Regions from separate parts of the Zea mays genome. Here region 2 is linked to region 1. The links are chromatin contacts, called in public Hi-C maps. All regions are on one chromosome and are shown on one strand. The core of a region is the stretch at or near the end of the contact, and the rest is flanking DNA. Distances in the headings are between cores, read along the strand shown.

Evidence for each region. Hi-C and Micro-C count contacts between places; a contact is called where the count stands out from the background.
Region 2: a contact with region 1 is called in a Hi-C map of root tip, with 8 times the contacts expected there. The contact joins the promoter of LOC103641061 here to the promoter of LOC100275054 in region 1. A contact is called at or near these places in 10 of 25 Hi-C or Micro-C datasets (bundle sheath, ear, endosperm and 5 more) and 1 of 3 datasets of contacts at active chromatin or transcription factors (leaf).

What each region holds. Positions count from the first base shown.
Region 1 is chr1:184,759,933-184,764,930 of Zm-B73-REFERENCE-NAM-5.0, reverse strand. LOC100275054 reads left to right here and starts at 3,122. Exons shown (of 1, transcript NM_001365470.1): 1 at 3,122-4,047. The coding sequence starts at 3,232. The coding sequence ends at 3,810. LOC103641011 reads right to left here. Exons shown (of 6, transcript XM_035964159.1): 5 at 4,905-4,967; 6 at 4,398-4,751. The coding sequence ends at 4,605.
Region 2 is chr1:184,898,183-184,903,170 of Zm-B73-REFERENCE-NAM-5.0, reverse strand. It overlaps LOC103641061, which reads right to left and starts at 2,813. Exons shown (of 2, transcript XM_008664460.4): 1 at 2,440-2,813; 2 at 1-2,325. The coding sequence starts at 2,599. The coding sequence ends at 2,108.

The sequences.
Region 1 (4,998 bases), core at 1,873-4,372:
TGCTCTTTTGTTTTGAACCCTAACTTGGACTTTTCTATTGGTTTGTGTTGAACTTTTAGCACCTGTAGAAAATATAATCTAGAGCAAACTAGTTAGTTCAATTATTTGTGTTGGTCATTTCAACCACCAAAATCATTTAGGAAAAAGGTTTGACTCTATTTCCCTTTCAGGATTATTTTGCAAAATATTCTAGAAGCCATGTTTGTTGCTAAATAGTTTTTGGTAATGGCTTTTGGCTCCACTGCTAGATATGTTTCTTAGCTTTGCACGGAGAAGCCAGAGAAAAACTATTGTTTTTTTAGTAAGTTAAAGCTGTACCAAGGAAACCCACCAACGTAACCGGTAATGATTGTTTTTATATCGCCACCGCCGTATTTTTAGAATCCCAAATCATTTTTAGACTTTCAAATTGGTAACCAATAGTAAAGGGTTATCGTTGCCGATTTGGCCGCGTCCACGTACGCAGAACTAGTCAACAGAACTCACATGCCTGCCTCTGTACTGTAGCAACCTACAATATATTGGAAACTTTGTAGCAACGTACGGCACTTTACAAGTTTTTTACGTAATTTTGGAGCACGAGTACGTAGAAAATGGCGCGGCGTGCATGATGTGCGGCCGGCCGGTGATGAAGTTAATTTGAAACGAAGAAATCAGGTCATATATATGTGCAACAACAAGTAACTATTGTTCTGCCAGAGATTGAGGATGATAGTAACTAACTTTTTACGGCAGGCAGGCAGGCATCCGGCGCATCCTCCTCCAATTGATCCGGCCCGATCCCGTACGTCCATAGTTTCCCTTGCTTATTATCCGGGCCCGGCCGCCATGGCGTCTCAGGGAGTAGTGGGCGGCGGCGGCGGCGGCGGCGGCGGCGGCCGGCACAGGTTCTTCAAGGTCCTACTGCCCGGCTCTTTCGAGATCAGCCTGGTACGTTACGTTTACGTATTAGATATCAATCCCGCCCGCGTGCCCGTGCCGTCCCATCGACCGAATGCAACATTCACCCCGCCCAATGCACAACTACTGCATGCGTTGATGCATCTGCGTATTCGCGCAGTCCCTGCCGCCCAAGTTCGCGGCGGGGCTCGGCGTGCTGTGCCCAGCATGGCGCGCCGCCGCCAAGCTGCGGGATCGCACGGGGAGGTCGTGGGACGTGGAGCTCCGGCGAGACGCCGGCCACCACCGGGTGTCCTTCACGGGCGGCGGCTGGCGCGGCTTCGTCTCGGCCAACGCCCTCTCCGCGGGGCAGCTGCTGGTCTTCGAGCACCGCGGCTGCCTGGACTTCGCCGTCGATCGGTTCGACGCCTCCGGGTGTTGCTGTGACGACGACCAAGATGGAGGAGGAGTCGTTGTTGCCGAGCACATGGCGACGACGACGACGACAGGGACAGAGGCCACGGCCGACAAGGAGTCCGGCTGCTCCGGCCAAGAGGCGGCGGCGGCGGTCAAGAGGAGGAGGCGGTCGCCGCTCAGCACGACCACCACCGTCTGCGGCGGCGATGACAACGACGAGACGCTCTGCCGCCGCATCGAGAGGGCTTACCAGCTGCGGTTCTTGGTACGTAACTGCTGTTCTAGTGGTCTAGCTAGTAGTGTAGGACATTTATATATATTAATTTCATGAACAATACAGTAATATATTCGTGTGTATGCATTTGCGGCGGCAGGACCTGAGCAAGGACTTCTGCGACCGCGTGGGCTGGTCGTCGTCGCGCCAAGTCGTGCTCTGCGCCGCCGGTGACAGCGGGAAGCGTTGGCAGGTGAGCGTGAAGGTGTCGGCAAAGAGCGGCATGATGTGCGCGGGCTGGGCCGAGTTCGCGCAGGACAACGGGCTCACCGTCTCCGATGCCTGCGAGTTCGTGCCACCACCACTCCATGCCCATGGCTCCGGCTCCGACGTCCTTCAAGTCCACCTCGTGAGGGGCGGCGGCACCTCTTGACAGCACAGCCCAGCCACCGCCCCTTGGTTTCGTTCTCAAATCTTACCAAACGACAGCCATCGTGCATGTTTTCGTTGAATTGTGAGTTGTTCCAGTGCCATGCTGCAGCAGAGACGGTTCCACATTAATATATATAGTTAAAAATAGTTTTTATTATAGTATAGTTTTTAGTATAAAAGAAATTAGGATATGTAATTTTTCACCTTTTCTATGCAATTAGTGATGGTATTCGAATTGAATAGAAGAGAGTAAAATATTTGTGATGGCAAATAAGGTACTCATTGACAGGGAAGGTGTTCTTGGAGTTAGATAAACCCCTAATTAGTTAGGGTTGTTCCGATCACCATCAAGGAGAGCATGCCTGCCACTCGTCTAGAGGTGGTACGGTAAGCAGGCAGGCTAGAGGAAGGGGGATGGCTGAGAGGGAGATCGATGCTGAAGAAGATATTGAGATCATTGTTTGCATCGGGGTCCCTTGAGAAGATGCAGGATCACCAAGAAGAAGCAAAGGAAAGAGAGAGGGGGTTGGAGAAGGAACGTAGCTGTGAAGCAACTTTTGAGGACATGTTATGTTTCGGAGCAAGAGGAATATGAATGAATGAAATTAGAGAAGCTAAAATTTTGAAATTGAATAGTAAGAGAATTTTAGGCCCTTCCATTCCTCTCCTCTGTCTGCCAAACAAGCTCTCTCAATCGTCGTCGTCGTCATCGATCGGCAATGCAGAGACACAGGCGGGCAGCCACGGGTGCAGAGCGCACCGCTCAATGGCGAGCTGCCACTGCCAAGCTAGCTATCTCTTCATTCCACAGGCTTCCATGCATCGTCGGGTTCGCCATTAAAACTTGCACTGTGTAGGTGTCACCTCACGGTAGATGCGTGAAGAGCATGGTTGGCTGGATCGGCCATACATGCATGACTCGCTCCACATGCACCTTCTTCTTCTTCTCCTGGTAGCTAGATCGTCGAGCAGACAGCAGAGCATGCATGCATTTACTTCTCACTCACCTGTACTTTACTCGGATCACCGCTTCCCGTCCGTCACTACTAGCTAGCTAGATCGAGATCGACTAGCTGGCTGGCGGCATGCATGCCCAGTGCCCAACTCGCTGGATGCCTGGCCTGGATCGTAGTCTAGTCTAATCTATATAAATATGTATAACACCAGCTGACCAGCACCAGCACCTCCATCTTCATTGCGACCTGCAGAGAGAGACCTGAGCCCTAGCCACCAAAAAAGAAAAAGAAAAGCCGAGAGATAAGGAGAAGGCACATTATTATTGATCCGGTATGCCTAGCGGGTGGCGCAACACCGCCGGAATCATGGCGTGCTGCAGCAGCAGCAGCCTGAGCCTGAGCCTGGTGCTCCTGGTTGTCATCCTGGCGCTGACGCCCGCCGAGGCCAGCAGAGCCATGCCAACGACGACCACCACGACGGCCATAGGCGGCACTACTACTAACAGCAACGACAGCCAGCAGAAGCATGGTCAGAGAGCTGCTGCGTCCGGCGTGAACGCCGACCAGAAGACCTTCCTGCCGGGCTACGTCGGCGGCGTCGGAGGGTTCGCTGGCGCCGGCGCCGGCCTCGGGGGCATCGGAGGCGTTGCGGGAGGCATTGGCGGTGGTGTCGGCGGCCTCGGAGGTGTCGTAGGTGGTGGACTCGGAGGGTTTGGACCGCTTGGTGGTGCTGGAGGCGGATCAGGCCTTGGTGGCGGGTCAGGTCTCGGCGGCCTTGGTGGTCTCGGCGGCGGCGGCGGCCTTGGCGGTGGCGGCGGCCTTGGTGGCGGCTCAGGATCGGGTCTGGGCGGCAGCGGTGGCCTTGGCGGTGGCAGTGGGCTCGGTGGCGGCGGTGGCTGCCTTCACCCGTGATCGTGAACGTGAAGCTTAGCGTGCATGACTGCTTGCACACACGTGTCCGCTGCTTCTAAATTCTCCGGTCCTATTCTCACGCACTAGCTTCCTGCTTTGCACGTTACATGTTTCTTGGCTTCTATATAGTACTCTATATATGTACGATGCATGCATGCATCATCCATCCTAAAGCTTGTGTCGTCAGTCGTGTCCACGCACGCATAATGCAGCATCCCTCTGTTTGTTTATCATGCATCTTTATTAGACAGCTTGTGTTTTTTGTAATTGGACGTCCGTTCTCAAAATAAAGTGCAACAAGTTACGAAGGCGGCAAACTATATACGTATACAGCAGATGTTCTATGGCTGATGCTTCATTTGGATGTTGATATTGGCGGGCATGTATTTGAATTGGGTTCAAATACCAAAACCAGTCATGGTATTGAAATAATACGATTCTAATTCTAACATGTACAAGATCATCTTCGTACATATCTGCACAACTACTACAATTTGGATCCTTCGTTCAACAACCTCGACTGAGCCGTGAAGGATTTTTTCCCTTTTGTTTTGTAAATTTGTAGCTGAGTATGGGGAATGAGAAGGTGCAAATAAAACACGGTCTTTAGTAGTTTCTACTATGATCTTTTTTTTAAGTAAATACATCTTGCCGAGAAAAGTTCTCTAGGTTAGAGGGGAGCAAGAAAGTGACTCTGATGATATATAGTAAAAAAGTAGAATCTCTAAATTAGATATGTTTATAGGTAGCGAGCAAAAGACCAGCACCAGCACATTTTTTAAAAAAAAAAATAATCACTTGCTGCATCCGCCATGGCAAATTGAGAGGACTATGATAAGGATGAGCGCGACCACGACGCCGAGGACGATGAGCTTCACCTTCATGTTCTGGTACCACATCCTGCGCCGCAGCTGCACGCCTTGCCGCCTGAAATCAACGGCCTACCACAAACACAATTAGAGCCGGCCGGTGTTGGTGTTTCAATTCTTCTCTATTGTTGCGTCTGACTGACGACACCGGCAAGTTGCTCAAGGGATAGGCGGTACTGTCAACGATACGAACAGAGAGAACTGGAAGAAAAAACGCGTACAGACCTCGTCGTGGAGCTGCTCCGTCCTTGTGACAAGCCCGTCGATCTGCTGTCCGCGATCAAAGGCCTGAAACATTTGTTCCATCAAATGAATCCCC
Region 2 (4,988 bases), core at 1,564-4,063, 140 kb before region 1:
AACAAGTGAAGGTGTGTACCAAAATACAAGCAGTTTACAGCCTGCTGGGCGTACTTGGTTTGGTGGTCAATTTTTGTGCTTGGGAGGTTACGCTATCTCCAGCAGATCCCTTATTATTTCAGACTTCTCTCTACAAACAATGTCATCTACAATTCCACGTCTCTTATTTGTCACACTTTACTGGAGACAGTCTTATCTCTCTTGTTTATGCTAGCCGAGAAGTTTTACTAGATATTCAGTGAAACTGTATGCCTAAGGGCTACATATCACACGGCCCTGCATAGGACATTTGGACTGGTAATGTAAATTAGTACTTATAGTGTGGTTACAGTTCCACCCACAGAAAAATGTCCATGGAGGCGCTCCTCCTCCTGTGCAAACCGAAGGTGCCATGGACCATGCTCTACAGTTGCATTATTTTAAGCCTTTCAAAGTAGTGCTGCGAAAAAAGCTCGAAGCTCGCGAGCCGAGCCAGGTTTTCGAGCTCGTTAAGATAACGAGCCGCTCTGGCTCGCGAGCTGCACAAAATTAATAAACCTACACAATAATGATTGATATTGGATAATTTTATAGATATCTGACTCGTTTCTTAGTCTTTAATGATGGATATATGACAATTATATCTTAGATTACTTGTAATGTTGGGTTATGATTATTTATTTCACATTTATAGACTATTAATTCACTATATAATGCAATATTAGTTTTCAAGGTGCAGCTTGTGAGCCCGAGCCTCCTTTTACAACTCGGTGAGTAGGCGAGCTGAGCCGAGCTCGGCCACTGAGCGAGCCACATCGAGCTGAGCCGAGCTCGACTCGTTTCTAGCCCTATTCCAAAGTGAGTATGAAAAGTCACTAGCAGCCTATGTAGTAGGTTCAAATGGAACTAATGAATTTGTCATTGCAATTGGAGCTTATGGAGGGACAGTTACACTTGATGAAGAGCGAAAGGTTATACTGGATCCTACTAGTCAGATTGTCTCATGCAAATGTTGACTCTTTGAGAGAACTGGTATATTATGTAGGCATGGACTAAAAGGTCTCCATTTGTTGAACATTAAATTACTGCCTGAAAGATATATTTTGAAGCGATGGACTCGATGTAGATATGCATGGGACGGATATAGTGGAAAATCCTAATTTAGAATTTAGATGCCACACTTGGGTAAAAAAAAATCCTTGCCAAAGACTTCTTCCACTAGCTTCAAGAGCTGCTGAATATGAAGACTGCTACTTGCTTGTGGAAGAGGCACTTCATAGAGTGAGTAAGCAAGGGGAAGAAGAAGAAACCCGAGGAACTCCTAATGTGGATGCTAGCAAGCCTAGCGTTGAAGAATCATTTAGTTTAACTGAACCATTCAAACATGTAGCTGGACTGAAGGAGAAAGAAAAGCAAAAGAGTGGATCAAAACAAAAAAAAAAGTTAGGCTGAAAAATTGCAGAAGAAGAAGAAAGCAAACAAGAATAAAACAAACTATCCTATACAGTACAAAAGAAAATGAAAGCTCTGTACCAGACTCTCAAGCATATGAATCACTTAATAGCTTTACCCAACTCATTAAGGTACATCGTCGCCTTCTCTCTCTCTCTCTTAATATTGCAGCAATGCAGCCTATATTCTAAACACATGGTAAACTTAACTAATGGATGATACAAGCTTTTGTACATGAAGATGTGAAAAAATAATGGCATACTGTCTTTTGTTAAGCTTTTTGAGTATGGCTGCTTTTCTTAAGCAAATCTTAGTTTAGAGATTTTAATTGTTGCTAAATAAAGCTGTGGATGCCAGGGAAAAAAAACTAGTTCAGTTTATGGCTATGCATTATGTATGCCTAAGGACTAGTGGGAATTGGCCATGCTTTGATTATGATTTCTCTCCTTTTACCGTTTATAGCTGCATGTTTGATTCTGATTCTCATTACCTCACAACATTAACATCGCGGCTTATAGGAGGAAAAAAAGATAACCAGTAGAGTGAAAGGGGTGCGGCTGAATGAGAAACTATGATACCATCACTGCTTATGGTGTAGTGGAAATAGCATCGGTGTCCTGCTTATGGTGTGGAGAAGAGAGAATGCAACGGCGGATCCCCATCCGTGTTCCGGCAGTTACACGGTGGCTGTGCTGTGCTGTGCAACGAAAGGTCTCCGCCTCCCTTCCAGAACGGGGCTTGGTTTCGCTGGGAGGGCAAAAGAAGAGCCTTCCCTTTCCTTGGCCCTTTCCCTCGCGGCGGCGCTCCCTTTTCTCTTCTTACTCCTCATTTTTCCCCATTTCCGGCTCCTTTCAGATCCAATCCAATCCAACAGATCAATCAATCGAAGACAATCTGTGTATATGATAGTATTTGTGAATGGAGGTTACTTTAATAGTAGACGTGATACAGGGCAGGGCTACAAGCGAGAACAACTCAGATGGGGGAGTATGAGTAGATAATATCAACCGGGGAATCTGCCGGAGAGGAGCATGGCGAAGAGGAGGACGAGGATGTAGAGGAGGATGACGATGATCTTGGTGTGGAACAAGGCCAGCAAGAGCTTCACCACGAACACCAGCAGCAGCGCGTTGAACAGCAGCGTCAGCAACTCCTCCATACCTGCCATGCCATGCCCCCACACACCTGACCTGACCTTGGATGCGCTTCTGATGATCCACACCACCCACTGCAATCAAAGGCATCGGAGCAGGTGACAGCGACATGTTTTGTTTATTTCTGTTGCTTGTGCTAATTAATTACTCCCTCCGTTTCTTTTTATTAGTCGCTGGATAGTGCAATTTTGTACTATCTAGCGACTAATAAAAAGAAACAGAGGGAGTACTATATATCACTCCTACTCCACCAGCCTATACATATAGCCGTCTATATGTTTGTTTCGTTCCCTAATCAATCAAAGCACAAGAAATCAAGCAGCACGTGACATAGCATTGGTTACCTAGCAGGGCATGTAAGACAAGGTATCGATTTTCTTCTAAGTACAAGAAACAGCATATAATATAAGTCTAGGTCTCTAGATCATAATTGTAATGAATAGACAATATATATGAATAATCGTTTAAAGACGGACTCTTTATAAAAAAACTGTCTACTTTGTTTTGATAATTAACCTCTAAATAAAGTCATGTCAAGAAATCCTATATTAAATCTGTGGTGTTTTGTCAAAAAATCTTATATTAATTAAGGTTGTATATATATTCCATAGATAATTATTCTTTATATGTGTATTAAAAACACGTACAAATAATATAAATAACAAACGGTTGTCTATTTACGCTGTTTATGTAATTTTTAATTTATGTGTAGATCATGTATAGAATATGGATCGAAAGTCATACATTATTGCTTTACCATCACTTGGCATAAGTCGTCTCCTACGATTGCTTTAAGGGTAGCACGATGTCTCGTTTGTAGTAGCACCCGTGTCATAATTCAACACGACGTAGTAGCACACGTGTCACAATCACGTATGGTCAGCATATTGAAAAACAAAACAGGACGTCAGCGGCAAACAACACACGTGTCATAATCACGTATGGTCAGCATAGGCGGTCAGTGACAAACGGACGACGAAGAGCAAGATCTTGTACTCCTTCCGTCTAATCCATCTGTTTTAACGTTTTAATAGATTCATACAATATTTAATACATGTTTATGTATATATGTATATATATATCAAGTATTATAATTAGAGGTACTCAGATTATACCTCTAAACATGTTTAACACCTAACTATCGAAAAAATCATAAGACATTTCCAAGGTCAAGAAAGGACGAATCACGATTCGCCTAAGACCTCGCTCGACGGTAGTTCAAAACTCCGCCTCACCCGAGCCTGTCCTCGAGCAAGGGCAGCACTCGGAGAAATCCTCGTCTCGCCCGAGATCCTCTCTTCATGGAATGGCGGTTTCTGCCTCGTCCGAGCCCGTCTCAGACAGGAGGACAACCCAAGCCCAGCATCAGTCCAAGATCACGGGAATCGTGGAGACATGCGCATTTAATGCGATGATTCGAAAACTTACCCCACGCAATTGAAAGTCGCCTAGAAGGGGGTGAATAGGCAAATCTGAAATCTATAAATTTAAGCACAACTACAAGCCGGGGTTAGCGTTAGAAATATAATCGAGTCCGAAAGAGAGGGCGAAAACAAATCACAAGCGAATAAGAACGGATGACACAATGATTTGTTTTTACTGAGGTTCGGTTCTTGCAAACCTACTCCCCGTTGAGGTGGTCACAAAGACCGGGTCTCTTTCAACCCTTTCCCTCTCTCAAACGGTCACTTAGACCGAGTGAGCTTTTCTCTTCAATCAAACGGGACACTTAGTCCACTATAAGGACCACCACAACTTGGTGTCTCTTGCTTTGATTACAAGTGAGTTGAGAACAAGAATGGAGGAAGAAGAAAAGCGATCCAAGCGCAAGAGCTCAAAGAACACGACAAAACTCTCTCTTCTAGTCACTAATGCTTTTGAGTGGAATTGGGACTTGGAGAGATTTTGATTCAATCTATTTGTGTCTTGTATTGAATGCACTAGCTCTTGCATTGAATGTGTTGGCTGAAAACTTGGATGCCTTGAAGTGTCGGTGGTTGGGGGTATTTATAGCCCCAACCACCAAAGTGGCCATTGGGGAAGGCTGCAGTCGAAGGGCGCACCGGACACTGTCCGGTGCGCCAGCCACATCACCCAACCGTTAGGGTTCGACCGTTGGAGCTCTGACATGTGGGGCCACCGGACAGTCCGGTGGTGCATCGGACATGTCCTGTTCACTGTCCGGTGCGCCTTCTGGCGCCTGCTCTGACTCTGCGCGCGCAGTCCGCACTGTTCACTGTACACTTTTGCAGTCGACCATTGGCGCTGTAGCCGTTACTCCGCATGGCACACCGGATAGTCCGGTGCTACACCGGACAATCCGATAAATTATAGCGGAGGGGCTCCCCGAATTCCCGAAGCTGAGCAGTTCAAAGTGATTCTCCCTGGTGCACCGGACACAGT